Linked DNA regions of Mus musculus: region 1 is linked to region 2. The links are chromatin contacts, called in public Hi-C maps. All regions are on one chromosome and are shown on one strand. The core of a region is the stretch at or near the end of the contact, and the rest is flanking DNA. Distances in the headings are between cores, read along the strand shown.

Region 1 (5,884 bases), core at 35-2,534, 330 kb before region 2:
TGCTCTTGTCAACCATCTTCTGTCTTCACTGGGATTCTACATCCAGCCTGAATTCACGTAAGAACTAAGTGTCACCAACCTGGTGGAACAAGCCTTATATCCCAGCTATTCAGGAGACTGAGGCAAGAGATCTCAAAGTTCAAGGCCCGCCTAAGCAACTTAGAGTAGCACCATGGTTATTTGAATGGGAAGAGTTCCCCGTAGGCTTGGTCGTTCTGTCTGCTCCTCTCTGTTTCTGTGGACAGTGTTACTGTGCATCGTGCATCCTAGCCTCCTGCCTCGATGGACTGCATCTCTGCTCAACCTGTAGCCGAGATAAACCTGCCTTCCTCAAACTGCTTCTTGTTGGGATTTGATCGCAATGAGGAAGACATATCTCAAAACAACAAGTAAAACCTCGAGCTGGAGAGATAGCCAAGGGGGAGAGTTCTTGCTTAGTACGTGTGAGGCCACGGGTTCAATCCCTAACACCACGGAAACCAGGTCTATATGCCCAAGGCCGCAACCAATATATGCTTGCTCCATCCTCTCCCTCCTTGTCCAGACTTAGTTCTGTAAGGACCTGTGGTTTGCACACTTCTAGTCCTTCCTTAGCTGATGTCTTTCTGGTTGTTTTGTTCTTGGACCTTTGTGTTAGCCAGCTCCCTGTCACTATAATGAAATGCCTGAGTTAATAGCTTATGAAGAGGAAAGGTCTACTTTATCCATAGGTTTTGGAGGTTCCAGGCTATGATCCCTGCACCTTTGTGCCTATGGTAAAACAGCACATCATGGTAAGAACAGTGTGGCAAAGGTAACTGTCCACCTCACAGCCCCAAAGCAAAAGAAAGAGGAAACGCTTGGCTCCACGATGCCCTTTGGAGGGGTCTGAACTCCTTTTCTTGTTGCTGTGACAGATGTCTGACAGGGGCATGGAAGGAGACTTGTAGCTTTAGGGGATGCAGTTCATCATGGCCCTGAAGTCATGTCCTCAGGAGCCTGAGGTAACCTGTTGAGTTAGGTTTGCAGTCAGGAGGCAAAATCAAGTGAATGGCGTTCTCAGCTGGCTTCCTGTTTTCCTCTTTTGACTGGGTCTGCGGACCCCAGCCCACAGGTGACGAGTGTCTCCTGTGCTCGGTCACATGTCTCCTAGGCTGTCCTGTACATCAGCAATGAATGTCATCACAGGGAGCAAGCCTTTGGTGATCTAAAGACCAGGGGCTAAGCCACTACACTTGAAGCCTTCGCTTGGGAGGCGGAGGCAGAAAGATTGATGTCAGCCTGGCTACCCAGGAAGAGCCTGTCGCAAACTAAACAAACAAGCAGAAGGCCTGCCTCCATTGGTACCCACCCCTCTTGACTTCCTGTGGTAGCACCCTGACAGAAAGCAGCCAACACAAAGGTTTTGTGGGTTACTTTTTCTTTCTCATGTTCTTGTAGCTTGGTGGTCATTTCTGATTTTTTTTTAAACTCTCAATTTTTTTTATTGTATTCTCTCTAATTATTCTGACTTACAGGTTTGCATCTGCATTTTTCCAGGTGGTCTGCCTGTGTCCCGGGGGGTCCCGTGAGCACCCATGGGCTTCCCTTGGGTCTGTCCGGGGGCGTTCTCTGGGCTCCCTCCTCACATAGGTCTTATCCCGCAGGCCTCTACCCACTTGCAGTTTCTGTCTGTGGAGAAACTTGGTCCCTCGGTCTTCTCATAAATAATGTCCTGATATTTGGATTTGCTACCACATTGCTGATTTGATTTGTTTTAATACTTTGATTAACATACAAGGACATTCGCTTCATACTTATTGTTTTTGTGAGAGATTAGTGAGATTAAAAACCTTGCTAACAAAAACAAACAAACAAAAAACCTTACTAACTACTCCAGTAATATCAGTACTGGGGAGGTTGAGGCAGGAGGATGGCCACCATTTTGAGGCTAATGAGGGCTATAGAGATCTGGGAAATTCAGGACAGACCTGCTCTAGACCCTGTCCTGGCAAGGCCCAGGTCCCCAGGTCAGGTGGCTGGGGTCAGTGGCTGCTTCCCTCCTCCCCAGATCTTCACCTCTGTTGAGTTCCTCCTGTCTGTGCCTCCCTTTCCTCAGCTCTGACCCACAGGAACTAGTGAGCAGCTTCGTGAGTTTTCTCTAGACATCCTTTCCCCGCTCCACGCTGGAGTCTACAGTCAGTCAAAAAGCTTGAGATTTGCCTCAGACTGAACAGGAGGTGGCGCTAAAGCTCTTACCTAAGACACTGTACTTGGTGGATGGAACTCACATTGCTACTTAGTTATACCCATGTATTTATTTAGGAGGCTAGGAGGGTAGTTCAGTCACAGTGTGTGCTTAGCAGAGAGAGACTGTGGCTTTAATCTTTAGCACATATGTGCGTGTGAATAGACATATACACACATAGTCACACATATACATGCACATATATGGACCTAAAAGAAGGTTTTTTATTGGTGCTGATGTTAACATATTTTTAAATCTTTAATTACATTTATATGTGTATGGGAGGGGGAACTGTACCCAAACCAGAAAAGAGTATAGGATACCCTGGAGCTGGAGGGTGGTAAGCTATGGGTGATGGGAACTAAACTCGGGTTCTCTCAAAGAGAGCCATACATGCTAATAGGCACTGAGCTGTTTATCCAGCCCATAATATATTATTGTGAGGGAATAGGGTGTCCTATAGCCCAGGCTGGCCCTGAACTCACTATGTAATCGAAGATGACCTTGAGTTTGTGATCCTCCTGCCTTTACCTCCCAAGAGTTAGAGTTATAGACGTGCACCACCAGGTCAGATTCTCTTCAGTATGGTTTTTACTGTGGCCCAAGGCAACTTATGTTTTACATTGCATTCCGGGTTAAACATGTTTACTTCTGGTTCTGTTTGTTTTGTTTTTTTTCAGTTCAATCCTTGTTATGGTGTGTTTGCTGTTTCTCTTTAAAGCTTGCAAACCAGGCGGGAATCCCTGCAGGTGTCTACAACGTCATTCCCTGCTCTAGAAACAAGGCCAAGGAAGTGGGAGAGGTCCTGTGTACCGATCCATTGGTGTCCAAAATTTCCTTTACTGGCTCAACAGCAACGGGAAAGGTATGTAATGTCAGAGCCAAACAGGTGTTACTCTAATGCTTTCTATTTACAGGGTGTGAGATTACTATTGTATGGTTTTGTTTAATTTTATTGGAGACAAGGTCTACATAGCCCTGGCTGGCCAGGAACTTGCTATGTAGACCAGGCTGGTCTTGAACTCACAGAGAGATCCACTTGTCTCTCAAGTGCTGGGATTGAAGAAATATACCACCACGCCTGGCCTGTCGTGTCATTGTTGAATTGATGGTATGGTTTAAAACTCAGGACAGTGTTAACGTTGTTCGTCTTTGCCATTGCCGCAGCCCTCAATGTCACTGTCCTTCCCCCTTTCTGTAAATAATCACTTCTACTTCCCTACTACCTTCCTAGCCATTTTTTAAATCAAATCTATCAAAATAAGAATCTGTATGCTCCAGAATACATTGCATACATGTATGAACTTCTCAAAGAATAAATACAAAGATATTTAAAACAATATATTCTCATGTTTCCTTTTTCTTATGCAAAATGATATCTAAAGCAAGGTGACTTTGTGCCTACCTTAAATTTTCATCCTTGGGTAATTTTGTAAAACAAAGGTTTTAGCTGCCTTCTATGCTGGTTTTCTGTTGTTGTAAAATACGTGAGAAAAGTAACTTAAAGGAGGAGGGATGCTTGGGGACGTTTGGCTCCTGGTATAGGAGGTTCCGTTCCTGTCCATGGTCACTTGGCTCCCTTGTTTTTATCCCTGTAGTGAGGCAGAAGTCTCATGGAAGGAGGCCTTGGTGGTGAAGAGCTGCTCACCTTCTAGTGGCCAGGAAACAAAGAGAGAGAGAAAGGGGTCCAGGACCAGATACATCCTCCAAACACATTTCCCCATGACCTCCTTCCTGAGCTAGACCCCAGTCCCTAATGAATACCCCCCTCAGCTAGAATTGGTGACCACTCTTTGGACATTTGGGCCATCAGAGGAAGGTACTTTCTATGCAAACAATAACACCCTGGCCATTGATTTGGATGCTCACATTATTTTCCTCCTACTGTGCCTCCTGCAGATCCTGCTACATCACGCAGCAAATTCTGTGAAGCGTGTCTCCATGGAGTTGGGTGGCCTCGCCCCATTCATTGTCTTTGACAGTGCCAACGTAGACCAGGCCGTCGCGGGGGCAATGGCGTCTAAATTTAGGAATGCTGGGCAGGTGAGTCATGCAGAATGTTTTGGTGCTGGGGTAAGGGGATGCATATGTGTTTTACAAAGACCAAGGCCTTGCCTCTCTTCCGGTTCCTTTGTTCATCTGCTCAGTCATTGTGTAGCAAGTGTTTACCTAGTACTTTCTGTCAGGCATGAGGTAGGCTTGAATAGTCCAAAGAGAAGTAAGAGCTAGTCTGTTGCTTCAAAGCATTTCCAGAATTGCAAATGTCTTTATGTATATGTGTTTGGTGTATGTGTCTCAATGCACAGACATGTAGGCCCATGACCCCTTTCCAGTATATGCAGAAGCCAGAAGAGGATGGCTGCCATCCTCTATCACTCTCTACCTTATACCCCTGAGACAGGGTCTCTCATTGAACCTGGATCTAGATAGGCCAGCAAGCCCTGGTGATACTCTTATCTTCCCATTCCCACTGGTGCTGGGACTACAAGCAAGAGCAGCCACACCTGGCTTTGTTATGTGGGTACCAAGGATTTGACTGCAAGTCTGAATGTTATATAGTATCTTTTTTACCCACTGAACCATTTCCCCCACTCCTTGTCTTCTAATCAAATAATCCTTCCTTACTTCTTTCTCCCACCTCTTGAATCATCTTGTCATGGTTGTCCCTTCCCAGTTTGAACACAATGTTTAACAGCTAAGGCCTGAGGTCTCCCGTGGTATAGGAAAGAAGGCAGGAAAACCCCAAAGTTGACGCAGAGCAGGGGACACGGAGCAGCGTGAGCACCGAGCGGTAGCTGTGTGCAGTTGTTGTGAGGACTGAACGAGCTGACGCTCGCCTAGAAACCCTAGATGTCAGATCTGGCAGCACCTTCAAGACTTCTGATATAAACCTAGGGCTGAAAGCAAAACCACTGAGTGACTTGGCGCTATGAGCCAAGGGTCCTGTAAACCCTCTTCCTGCTGGTGTCCGAGCCACTGCTATTGCTTAAGGCATATTCTTATGACCTATATGTCTTAGGACATTCATTGGTGTCCAAAATTTCCTTTACTGTCAGGCATTCATAGGCAACTGGGCCTTAAGAGTACAATCAACAAACAGAAAATCATTGGCATTGTTTTTAAAGATAGGAGCTTCCCTTGTAGCCCAGCCAGGCCCTGAATTTGCTGTGTAGCACGGACTGGCGGGGACCCTCATCCCTCCTGGAGTTAGAAGGGGATGTTGCATGTGCAGCCCAGTGGGCTTCTTAAATGCTTCCTAGATAAATAACCTCCAAAGGTCATGGCATGAAAGAGGGGTGGTGACGCAACTATCCTAGATTACTTTACTTCTTTGTTTTGACTTTTGGTAGTCAGATTTACCTTTTCATAAAACCTCAATAACTTGTTGTTTGTTTGTTTACAGAATTAGAATTGTTTTTAAGCAAACACAAAATGTCAGCAGAGTTCTACTACAAAGCTATGACTGTGAACTCTGTCAAGCCACTAAAAACGCATAGGTCGCAATTACACATATACTTATTTCTACAAGGAAAACAGAAAAATTATCAATGTTAACTACATTTCCTACAATACGGTTATATTTTATCATTTTAAAATGTGAACTCTAACTGGATATAAAATAAGCAAGAGTCTCAATAATTTAACCTGACGTAGAAGATGGTCTTAAGGTTATAAGCT
Region 2 (5,887 bases), core at 377-2,876:
TTGCATCCTTGGCAGAGTGGGCAAAAAGAAGTCTTACATTAGAACCCAGAGTCAGCAACCCAGAGGAGGCAAGGACCGGGAGAATGGAGCTGTTCCATGCAACATACTGAACGATGCAGGCCCAGTTCCTCTCAGTGATTTCCTTTGGCAATGCAATGAATAGAATAAGTTAGAGTAGTGACATGCCCAGGGATCACAACATTGAGAACAAGGACAAAGCCTGAGAACGTCTTTGGGATGCCTTTGAGTGGCTGTGGATACATTGAATTCTTCCTAATGGAGACATATTTAACCAAGTAGTAAAATATTATTGAGTTTGATCACGCCTAGTCTGGTTGGTAAGATAGGTAATGTCATATCTACCAGACAGTGTGGGCTAAAATGTCAACCAAGGGTAGCTCCAGGTAAATCCTGGGAGGAGAGTTCACTTCATTTGCCTGAGTTGGTTGCATTCTTAAAAACTCCATGTATTTTGTAGCCAAAAAAGTTAATCAATAACCAGTCCCAGCTGAGTTTGTTATCTTTTCGCCACTATACTTGAGATAATTAGCTTGTAAAGAGGAAAGGGCTATTTTGGATTTTAGTTTTACAGACCCAGGTCCATGCTGAGTTGTATTGCATTTGGGCCTGTGATAATGCACGGCATATGGTGGGAGTGCGTTCCCAGAGCAAGCCTGCTTATCAGATAGCTGGAAAGCAAAAGAGAGGAAGAAAGAAAGAAGTTTGGGTCTCACAGTGTCTTCAACGACACACTCCCCACAATCTAAAAGCCTACACGAGGCCTAGGGTGTGGCTCCATGGTGCAGTGCTTGTCTAGTGCATTAGTTACTTTTCTTATTGCTGTGACCAAAGACCTGACACAAAGCAATTTAAGGGGTGGGGGATGGTCTTTATTTTGGCTCACAGTTTGAAGAGATACAGTCTATCGTGGAAGGAAAGGCTTGGTTACAGGAGGTGGATGATCATATTGTAACTACAGTTAAGAAGCAGAGTGGACAGGGTGTGGGACCTGCTCTCAAATATTAAAGCCCTGACCCACTTTCCCTGACCCACTCACTCAGACCCACTTCCATCAGCAAGCTTTCACCCCCTAAAGGTTCTAAGACCTAAAACATGTCCATCAGCTGAGGACCAAGTGTTGGAGCCACGAACAGATGGGGACATTGCACATTCAAATCACAATACTCTGAGTTTGATACCTGGCATCTCACACACATCCCGCTAGCCCCCATGTATTAAATACTCTACCGTCTCTCAATAGTGTGATTGGTGATAGGACCAAGGATTTAATACATAACCCTTTGGAGATACCGTGCTATGGTCAACTATAACATCTGTCTATGCTAGTCTGTTCTTTCATCTTTATTGTTTCTTTGTTTTATTTGCTTGTTTATTTGTTTGACTCAGGGTCTCATTACATAATCCAGACATAATCCTAATTCTCCTGCGGCAGCCTCTTGAGGACTAGGATTACAAGTATGGCCATGTGTGTGTGGCTGGCATCTGCCAACTCTCTGAAAGTCAAGTGTTCTGATGGCGAGCCCTCCAGATGTGCTGTGTGTGGTGTTTCCTGTGTGGTCTCTCATCAGCCTTAGATGAAACTCCCTATTCCCAGCCTTGTGCTGATGCATGCTGGGAGCACACGGTTCTTGTTCACACTATGAGGTTAGTTAGGTTTTCAACTCAGAAGGCCTTCATCTGTGCTCCCTTCAAAGAAAAAAAATCTCTAATTAGACCTTTTCATTTCTCACAACTGTTTCAAAGCCTAAACCATTCTCTCCCTTGCCTTCTCTTGCCAAGAAAAATATAGGACCTTAGCTGGGACTCACTTTATTCTTTTTACCTTTTCATCTGGAACAATCCTTTCTTCCCCTATGATTGGGATGAAAAGCTCTGTTTGATCTTGTTAAAAATCCTACTGTTTTCTCCTTTTTTTTTTAATACTTCCCCCTGTAATTGCTAAGAATCACATCTTTGTGAAGAATTTAGGAAACAGAAGATGACAAGAAATAAAGTCAAAATCACATGTAACACAGACCTGAGACAGGGGCTGTGGCTACTGCAAGTTTTTCATTCTTCCCTGGAGGTTATCGATACAGGAATAATAAATATTTTCATAATCTAAATTATCCTGCTTAGAAAACTCTGAATAGTAGATCATGGATATTTTTGTATGACCAAAAATATTCCCCAGTGGTGAGATTTTTAAGTATTTTAAACTTAAAAATAACTTGTTTTCCATTTTATTTTTAAAAACAGAGCATGCCATTGCAGAGTTCTTAGAACCTACAGTTAAAAGGGAAAACACTAAAGCCCTTACCTCTGAGATATAATTGGCTGTCATCATTTTAATATAAACCTAATAATAAAAACATATGCAGTTAGGTATTCCATAAAATCTGTGATATACAAGCATTATATCATTTAGTCCTCATAACATACCTCCTTTTAAATGTTATTTATTTAGTTAGTTTATTTATTTGAGACAAGCTCTCTTTGTGTAGTTCAGGTTAGCCTTATATTCAACTCCTGCCTCAGCCTCCAGAGTACAGGTATTATAGGCTAGACCATCATCCCCAGAGTAAGAATTTGTATTTACTGGTGTGGAAATAAAGTCCAGAGAAGCCAGGTGCTCTGTTCAGCCTGGGACTTCAAGAGGCAGTGCCACTGTGAGGCTGTTTCCTGACTCACTGTTCCAGGAGAGCATCTTCCCACACTGATGAAAGAGCATAGCTCTCACAGCTGCCCCAGGTCAGACAGGGAGCTTTGCTTGCTTTCCATCTCCTTTCTTCCTTCCTTCCTTCCTCCCTCCCTCCCTCCCTCCCTCCCTCCCTCCCTCCCTTCCTAGATTTATTTATTTATGTATATGAATACACTGTAGCTGTACAGATGGTTGTGAGCCAGCATGTGGTTGCTGGGAATAGAACTCAGGACCTTTGCTCACTTCTGGCCCCGCTTGCTCCCGCCCCACTCGCTTGGGTCCCACTTGCTTCAGCCCTGCTTGCTCCTGGCCAAAGATTTATTTATTATTATATCTAAGTACACTGTAGCTGTCTTTAGACACACCAGAAGAGGGCATCAGATCTCATTACGGATGGTTGTGAGCCACCATGTGGTTGCTGGGATTTGAACTCAGGGCCTTCGGAAGAGCAGTCAGTGCTCTTAACCACTGAGCCATCTCAGCAGCCCAGAGTTTTGCTTTCTTGTGTTTTGACTTTAAAATTTTGTTTTCTTTTCTGAACCTAGCTGCCCATGGAACTACTTTTGTTTATGCTGTGAATGGATTCTCACTTCAGTTTTTTTTTTCAAAAGTCTAATGGAAATGATCCAAATTTCATTGTAAACAAGTTATTGCCTTGCTGTTTATTTATTATTTATCATTTATTTAGGGATAATATTTCTCACTGTTTCCCAGGCTGGTCTGGAACTCATGAAGTAACTCAGGCTGGCTTTCTTGTGGTGATCCTCCTGTTTCAGACTCTCCAGTACTGGGATTACAGGTATAAACCAACAAGCCACACTTTTCTCTACTAACTTAAAAAGCCACCTCTATTTATTTTATTTTCTTCTTAAAAACAAAAATTTTGGAGACAGAGTTACTTATAGTCCATATTGACCTTAAACTCACTATGTAGACAGGATTGGTCTTGAACCCATGGTCTTCCAGCCTCCACCTCTAGTGTGGTAGGGCCACAGGCATGCTTCACCAAGAACAGCCCTGTGTAACTGCTTCTGCTTCTGTCTTCTGCTTCTGCTTCTGTCTTCACTCATCTTGTTTGGAAACTATTTTATTACCCACTACCTATTCTGGATCTCAGAAGCCTGAGATAGCTTTGCGGCATCTGTACACTTGACTGATTAATTAACTGACCAAAATCTTCCCTCAGTAACATTTACAGACGATATAGCTGTGACAAAAAATGGAAGTTGTCCCTTAGGACTTAGAATCTACAAAGGAACACAATGTTTTAAACAGGCATGGGTGCCACTCCTGTGATGCTCCAGTGCTTTTCTTACACAAATGCTGTCTTACCTGACCATCCCAGCAGCCTAGCACTGCGGGTCCTATTTTTATCTCCATTGCTCATGTGAGCCATGAAGCATGGCACACCGCTCAGCTTTGGGGTGAGTCGGGAAAAGTTATAAGGCAATTCCAAGTTGATGCAACAGATGCTATTTATCATAGGGGAAGCCCAGGGTTCTGCCCTTCGAAAGAGCATTTGATGAGACCATGAGAACCAGGAAGGACTTGTGGAGAAAGTGATTTCCCCACGATCCCTAAAATATTGTGATTAGTCTTGCTCAGATGAATGTGGGGTGAAGGCAAAAATAGTGATTCGGCTGGCACAGACAAGAGAGAGGATGGCATGGAGAGAGAGGAGGGTGGATGAAGAGATTTCAGCAGGAGATGACATAGTTCAAAGGTCCAGAGATGGGTATGGTAGTACACATCTGTGATGGTAGCACTTGGGATGTAGAGACTGGAGGACCCAGAATACAAGGCCAGCCTCAGCTGATGGAAAGTCAGAAGCCAGCATGGATTACATAAGACCCTGTGTCCAAAAAATCAAACCAAACCGAGCCAAACCAAAAGCAACACAACAGCAAGAAAAGTTAAAGACAAAGCAAAACAAACATAAAACAGAAGCAAAGAGAATACTGCACCCTAGACATTGAGAAATGAAGCCTTTGAGTCCAGGGTTGGGTGGGAGGGAGCAGGCCAGGAAGATGCTTGTTTTGGAATGGTCAACATCACACCCAGCCTTGTGAGACATGGAGCCAGCTTAACCAGAAGCGACATTCCTCTAGCTGGTGTGTGAAGGCTGAATGTCATTGCAGCAACAGTATAGACAAAGCAAATGTTGGGGACCTCCTGCCACAGGAAGGAGTGAGGTTGCCTTTCACTAGAGCAGTAGGCATGGAGTTGGGTGTGCTAGACGCCCTTGATCAGTAGTTGGTAAGACTGTATCAACACCCAAGGCTTTGATGGTCAGTGGCTTAGGCTTAGCATGTGTGCTGCATAGTTTTAGGACAACTTGACCCAAACCAGAATCATTTTGGAAGAGAGAACCTAGAGAAGATGCCCCCATTAGATTGGCAAGTGGGCAAGCCTATGGTACATTTTCTTAATGATGGTTATTGTAGGAGGGCCCAGCTCACTGTGGGTGGTGCCACCTTGGACTGGTGGTCTTGGCTGCTAAGACAAAGCAGGTTGAGCAATCCAAGAGGAGAAAGCCAGTAAGCAGCAGTCTTCCCTAGCCTCTGCATCCACTCCTGTCTCTAGGTTCTTGTCCTGCTTGAGTTCCTGCCCTGATGCCCTGACTTCCTTCAAGAAGAAATTGCTGATATAGAAATATAAGCAATAAAACAAAACAAAACAAAACAAAACAAGCCCAACCAACCAACCAACCAACCAACCAACCAACCAATCAAATACAACCCCTTTTCTCCCTAACTTGCTGTGTTTAGGGTACTTTATCACAGCAATAAAAAACCCCAACTATGACAGAAACTGGTATCAGGTATGGGGTATTCCTGTGACAGACCCGACCCTGTGTTTTGGGGAGGACTGTGGAAGGACTCTGGAGCATTGGGCTAGAAAAGCCATTCAGAGCCAGAGCTTAATGAGCTGTTGTGGGAACTTAGACAGTGATGCTAAGGGCAAGCAGATGATGAAGTTGGGCTTGTGCGGTTTCAGAGGGATGCTTAAGAGTTCCTTACTCTATGGAGGCCGTTTGAAAATTTGAGCTTAGGCTATGCAGGGTTGAAGAATTGACTATGGTCAACAAGAAAGCAGAACCATTAAAGTGATATTTTTGCTTAGTGGGAACGATCAGCTGAGGATGAAGAATCAGTTGCGATTAAGAAGAGACCAGTGTCAGAGAGG

Evidence for each region. A called contact is a pair of places that touch in the nucleus more often than the background predicts.
Region 1: a contact with region 2 is called in a Hi-C map of CD8 T cells, with 2.4 times the contacts expected there. The contact joins two enhancer-like sites. A contact is called at or near these places in 2 of 39 promoter capture datasets (liver and stem cell-derived epiblast-like cells), 2 of 484 Hi-C or Micro-C datasets (CD8 T cells and embryonic stem cells) and 1 of 115 datasets of contacts at active chromatin or transcription factors (embryonic stem cells).

Annotation. Positions count from the first base shown.
Region 1 is chr13:24,916,866-24,922,749 of GRCm38.p6, reverse strand. Aldh5a1 (aldhehyde dehydrogenase family 5, subfamily A1) reads left to right here. Exons shown (of 10, transcript NM_172532.3): 5 at 2,928-3,071; 6 at 4,106-4,249. Among named protein-coding and RNA genes, the nearest start is that of 4932702P03Rik, 14 kb to the right of the region's middle. Within about 2 kb of position 1,284, at least 27 of the 459 cell types and tissues checked have an H3K27ac peak or open chromatin away from gene starts, as enhancers often do. A contact at or near this core is called in CD8 T cells, where this site is marked.
Region 2 is chr13:24,590,245-24,596,131 of GRCm38.p6, reverse strand. It overlaps a transcript of Ripor2 not described here. Among named protein-coding and RNA genes, the nearest start is that of Ripor2, 45 kb to the left of the region's middle. Within about 2 kb of position 1,626, at least 16 of the 459 cell types and tissues checked have an H3K27ac peak or open chromatin away from gene starts, as enhancers often do. A contact at or near this core is called in CD8 T cells, where this site is marked.